Linked DNA regions of Pan troglodytes: region 2 is linked to region 1. A link is a contact called in public HiChIP or PLAC-seq data. All regions are on one chromosome and are shown on one strand. Each heading gives the region's core, a stretch centred on a gene start, on an enhancer-like site or on the middle of the called end of the contact. The rest is flanking DNA. Distances are from core to core; before and after follow the strand shown. Region 1 holds the start of ZNF792 (zinc finger protein 792). Region 2 holds the start of LGI4 (leucine rich repeat LGI family member 4).

The links. HiChIP or PLAC-seq counts read pairs in DNA pulled down with a chosen protein or histone mark.
Region 2: a contact with region 1 is called in an H3K4me3 HiChIP or PLAC-seq map of stem cell-derived excitatory neurons, with 4 times the contacts expected there. The contact joins the promoter of LGI4 here to the promoter of ZNF792 in region 1. A contact is called at or near these places in 1 of 7 Hi-C or Micro-C datasets (induced pluripotent stem cells) and 1 of 1 datasets of contacts at active chromatin or transcription factors (stem cell-derived excitatory neurons).

Annotation. Positions count from the first base shown.
Region 1 is chr20:38,105,610-38,108,537 of NHGRI_mPanTro3-v2.0_pri, forward strand. It overlaps ZNF792 (zinc finger protein 792), which reads right to left and starts at 1,613. Exons shown (of 4, transcript XM_524215.8): 1 at 931-1,613. The coding sequence starts at 963.
Region 2 is chr20:38,277,389-38,280,286 of NHGRI_mPanTro3-v2.0_pri, forward strand. It overlaps LGI4 (leucine rich repeat LGI family member 4), which reads right to left and starts at 1,323. Exons shown (of 9, transcript XM_016935655.2): 1 at 175-1,323. The coding sequence starts at 344.

The DNA.
Region 1 (2,928 bases), core at 363-2,862:
TATACATGATCTGGCCATTGTTCGAATGAATATCCAGTCTCTCATTACCTTAACAACTCCCTCAGAACACCCGAACTGTGTGTTCAGCAGCCCACTCTTCAACTCCATTTGGGGGTCTCTGGGACATCACAGGCTCAACTTGGCCAAAACCTAACTTCTACTGCTTCCACGGAAAATTCCTCCTACAACCAACTTCTCAGTTCATAAAGCTGGATTCATCAAACCAAAAACCATGGATTCTTCCCTCCTCTTTCTCACCCTCCACATGGGAAAATTTGGTCAGCTTGACTTAAAAGACATCAAGTTCCCAATCACTTCCTCTACCTCCAGTCCTCACTCTGGTCCGGCCAGCCGCAGCACTGGCCTGGGCTATTCCATTAGGCTACTCCTTGGCATCCCTGCTTGCGGCTCACTCCATATTCAGTTCTCCACTGTGCATCCACAGGGAGCCTGTTAAGACCTGAGTCACAGCATCTTCCTCCTCTGCCCTAAACCTTCCATGGCTCCCAACACCCTCAGAACAGAGGCCCAGCTCTGCCTTTCTGAGCTGTCTTCAGCCCACCTGCTCTCTGGTTCCAGCAGACATAATATTAATAACACTGACCTGGGTGGGGTTCCTTGAACACTCCCAACTCAGTCTCCACACCGTGCCCCACCCCACCCCCAAGCTTTTGCGCATGCTGGTTCCTGTGCCTACAAAGCCCTTTCTCCCTCCATCCCATTACATTTCAGCAACGGAAGCCACTTTATATAAACCCTGCCCTGATTCAGGATCCTAGCTGGGAGCGACTCCCTTCCAGGGTCCCCTGACTCAAAAGCAAGGAAATGGGAAAGGCGAAAGTCCTAGAACAAAGCCATCTTTTGCGTCTCAACACCGAGAACAGAAGCGTGGGGGGCCGACAGCGAAGGGCCTAACGTCCAAGCACTCACCTGCGCGGGGTCCCGCAGCGCCGCCGCCGCCATCGGAGTCTGTGGTCAGAGCAGGGCCCCACGGTGCGGGCGACCACGGGGCGGGGGTAGGGGGTCTCGCAGGCTGAGGCTACCACCCACCTGGCCGTGCCCCAGACGAGGTGTGACCCCGGGCTGAGGGTCGCACTCCTAGCCTCAGTCTCCCCCGTGCAAAATGCGCAAGGGGCTCGGGGCGCAGGCTCCGGGGGCGCCGAGAGCGCGCAGCGCCGCTGGGTACCCCCGTTGCAAGAGGTCACGGCTGGTGCAAAGGTGCGGAGGGGGTCCCGGCCTCACTGTCCCCCTTGCAGTCCGGGAAAGCCGGCGCGGCAGCTTCACGGGCGCAGCCCCACCCGTCCCGCCCCCAACTCGGGGTCCCCAGCTCCTGGGGACTCAGCCTCCCCGCCGGGAAATGACCTGCGAGGCTGCAGTGCAGGAAGTTCCGGCCCCCACCGTGGCGGCCGGGAGAGTCGCCCTCTCCCGTACTGTCATTGGCCTGGCGCCAGCCGCTGGTGCACAGGCAGGGCCTGGGGATCGCGAGTTTCTGCCCAGCCTCTCGTCAGGCTGAGGGTCCAGGACGGGAAGGAGAGCGGATCTCGTCGGGTCTCCACCGCCGCCGCCTGCAGCCCTCGGGCCTTCCCCTTAAAGGGGCCGCTCCCGAGCCTGCGGCCGCCCGCGCTAAACCCCGCCCACCCTCCGAGGTCCAGGAGGAGAGGCCCAGTGCTCTTCCTGCGCGTGTGGGCATCGGCCAGCAGCTTCACCCCTAAGGGACCTAAATTCACACTGGAAAATGGGGATAGTACCCAATGGGCGGGGTCTTTGCGTTGTAATATTAAATGTCGCTCTGATTCAGGGCTTCTCAAACCAGCAACATCAGCATCACCTGGGGACTGGCTGAAAATGCAGGTTCTGGGGCAACAACTTAAATCTAAGGACTCAGAAATTCTGGGGATGGGATTCAGCCTTCTCTACTTTTTGGGGAGGGGGAGGGGGGGATGGGTCTCGTTCTGTTGTCCAGGCTGGAGTGCAGTGGCCTGATCATAGCTCACTGCAGCCTCCATCTCGGGCTCAAGCTATCCTCCTGCCTCAGCCTACCAGGTAGATGGGATACAGGCGTGCACCATCATACACAGCTAATTTTAAAATTTTTTGTAGAGACTGGATCTCCCTGTGTTGCCTAGGCTGGTCTCAAACTCCTGAGCTCAAGTGATCCTCTCACCTCGGCCTCCCAAAGTGTTGGGAATTGCAGGAGTGAGCCACGGTGCCAGGCCTCCTTCTCTGTTTTAACAAGCCCTCTGGGGACTCCAATGCTGGCTCCAACTTTACAGCAGGGACTCTCATTGAAATCCAGTAAATAAAATGGGAAAAATAACACTACATTGTTGCAGGAAGTCAGGGACCCCGAACGGAGGGACCTGCTGAAGCCGTGACAGAAGAACATTAATTGTGAAGATTTCATGGACATTTATTAGTTCCCCAAATTAATACTTTTATAATTTCTTATGCCTGTCTTTACTGCAATCTCTGAACATAAATTGTGAAGATTTCATGGACATGTATCGCTTCCCCAATCAATACTCTTGTGATTTCCTATGCCTGACTTTACTTTAATCTCTTAATCCTGTCGTCTTCGTAAGCTGAGGATGTATGTCACCTCAGGAACCTGTGATGATTGCGTTAACTGCACAAATTGTTTGTAGGGCATGTGTGTTTGAACAATATGAAATCTGGGCACCTTAAGAACAGGATAACAGCGATTTTCAGGGAACAAGGGAGATAACCTTAAAGTCTGGCTGCCTGTGGGATGGGCAGGACAGAGCCATATTTCTCCTATTACCAAAAACGGGTAAGAGAAATATCGCTAAATTCTTTCCCCAGTAAGGAATATTAATAATTAACAGCCCTGGGAAAATAATGCATTCCAAGGGCAGTGCCTCTAAAATGGCTGCCCTGGGAGTGTCTGCCTTATGCAGATGTAGATAG
Region 2 (2,898 bases), core at 73-2,572, 170 kb after region 1:
GCTCCTTCCCAGATGCCAGCACCCCTCTTCAAGGCATCCCGACAGCCTTTGCTGCCCATCTCCTGAGATCCTGATGGGCCCCTGTTTCCCTGGAGACCCGGCACCACATCCCAACCTCTGGGGTCCCAGGACTTCCGTCCCCACCTTCGGGCATGCAGAAGGCTGGACACTCACAGTGACAGCAGGGTCGGAGAGAAGCTGACGGGCAGGTCCGGGGAGCCCTCACACAGGGCGCTGTCTTTGGAGCAGGAGCAGCGCGGGGGACACTTTCCCTTTGGGGGTCTCCAGGCCACCACCACCCCCGCCCCAGCCAGCAGCAGCAGCAGAATGCCTGCCCCTCCCATGCCCCCACCCCCACTCTGAGGCACCCGCTTCTCCCGGCCCACCCAGCTCAGCCCAGGCCACTACGTCTCCTCCTCCACCAGGCCGCCCTCCATCCGCCTGCTGGCACGCTCGGCCCTGGCTTCTCTCTCCTCTTCTCCGTCTTTCTTTCAGTCGGCCTTCCTCCCTGTTCGTATGTCTTTGGTGTCTAATTTTCTGTTTCTCTTTCTCCCTGTCTTTCTGTCTCTGTATTTTTGACTCTGTGTGTTAGTCTGTTTCTATTTCTGTCTTTGTCTCTCTTTCTGCCTGTTTCTCTTTTTCTGTGTTGCTGTCAGTCTTTCAGGCTTTAGGTAGCTGTCTATCTGTTGGTCTCTATGTGTGTGAGTGTATGTGAGTGTGTGTGTGTCCTGCTGCCTGGTGTCTTGATTTCTTGTCTCCTGCCCCCCCCACCCCCCCTTCCAGCTCCCTGCCTGTAGTTTCTTTGCCTCCTCCCACCTCCCTTCTCCCCGAAGGTTTGGGAAAGGGGTTCGCTGGACACCCGGCACACCCGGCAGAGTAGGATGGGAAGGAGGAAGGGGTCAGAGGCCATGAGAAGGTCGGCCTTGGGGGAAGGGACTGGACAGCCCCACAGGAGGGGGAGGGGCCACCAAGGGCTGGAGCCGCCCCACCACTCCCACCAGCCCCCTCCCCAGATTCCCCACTCAACCCTATTGAGGGAGCAGGAGGACGATGTCACCAGGGTGGGGACCAGATGGCTCTGCAGACTGGAGCAGGGTGGGAGGAGAGGCCCTGGGGGGGCTGGGGACATCCCGTCCTGGCCACTCTCTGCCAGCCCCCTCCCCTGGCTCCAGGAGGGTGTGTTGGGCGCTGTCAGGGCCAGATCACGTTCAGCTGCTCCCTCTGGTGGTCATACTCGGCAGGACCTCTGCCCGGCCCCAAGCCCTTAGCCTCCCTCCCCTACCCTGAAATTAACCCTCGAGTGGCCAACACCCACTGGGGGGCAGCACCAACCCGAGGACATGATGATGATGAAGATGATGATGATGGTGAAGATGATGATGATGATGCCACCCCTTCTTCAGCGTCTACTCTGAGCCTGGCCTTGTCCTAAAAGCTCATCTATTAACTCATTCTGATCTTGCCAAAGCCCTCTGAAGTTAGTGCTGTCATCATCACCACTTTACAGCTGGAGGAAGTGGAGACAGAGGTCAGGGAACCTGAACTCTAGGTTACCCAGCTGAGGGCACAGCTGGGATTCAAACCCAGGCATCCAGCTCCAGGTTATTTTGCATTCTTTCTTTGGAGATCAGAGTTCATGGATAGATGGATAATTGGTTGTTTTAATCTGGACTAAATTTTAGTCATTTGGATAGATTCTGTCCACTAAATAAGAAACATAAGTAAATGACACTTGTTAGCTAAGATGAAATAGTAGTAATGTTTATACTCACTCAGCCTTCACAGCCACCCTGTGAGATGGGCAGTACTGCTATCCCTGCTTTACAGATGGGGAAACTGAGGCACAGGGAAGTTATGTGATTAGTTTCCTGGCTCTAGTCAGCTCTAAACCTAACCCCTAGGCTGTACCACCTCATCGCCTGACGACGAGACTCATCCTGTGATTGAGGAATGCATGCAGCCTCTCTTGACACTGACGGCCACGCCCAGAAGCCTCGTTGGAGGATAAGGGGGCTTAACAGCTTGGAGGTCACGCAGATCTGGGTTCCAGGCCCAGTCCTGTGTGGCCTCAGTTTTCCCATCTGTCAAACGGGGACAATCGTGGCACCCGCTTCCCAGTTGTGGAGAGGACTCAGGTGATGGAGGCAACTCATCCTTTTGGGGTTCAGCACAAGGTGGGCATCCCACAGTGGTCGGCAGGCTTGGGGGTGGGCTCCGGATCCAGGTCCTAGAGGAGCAGACCCCAGCAGCTTGTGGTTTGAGCCATGCCCCTCAGCTCTCAGTTTCCTTCACTGCCTATTGGGTATGATAAACAGGGTCCCTGAAAGTGAAGTTGGAGAGCTGAGTGCCAGGGGCACAGAGGGATCTGAACCCACTCTCATAGGGTGCCCAGCCCAGCAGTCCAGTTCACAAGGAGGAGGATGACAAGGACAATAATAATAGGCCAGGCACGGTGGCTCATGTCTGTAATCCCACATTTTGGCAGGCTGAAGTGGGAGGATCGCTTGGGGCCAGGAGTTCAAGACCAGCCTGGGCAACATAGAGAAACCCCGACTGTACAAAAAATTAAAAAATTAGCCAGGCGTGGTGTCGCACGCCCATAGTCCCAGCTACTCAGGAAGCTGAGGTGGGAGAATCACTTGAGCCCATGAGGTTGAGGCTACAGTGAGCTATGATTGTGCCATTGCACTTCAGCCTGGGTGACAGAGCAAGACCCGGTTTCAAACAAACAAACAAACAAAAAATGAAGTTAATCATAAGACAATGTCAAGTTCAGAGACCTCTGAGCCCTGTCCAGGATTATACACGTGATCTTAGTGATTTTTCCATTTTGGAGCATGTGAAAATGAGGCACAGAGCTGCTCAAGTTCACACAACCAGGAGTGCAGTGCCTGGGCC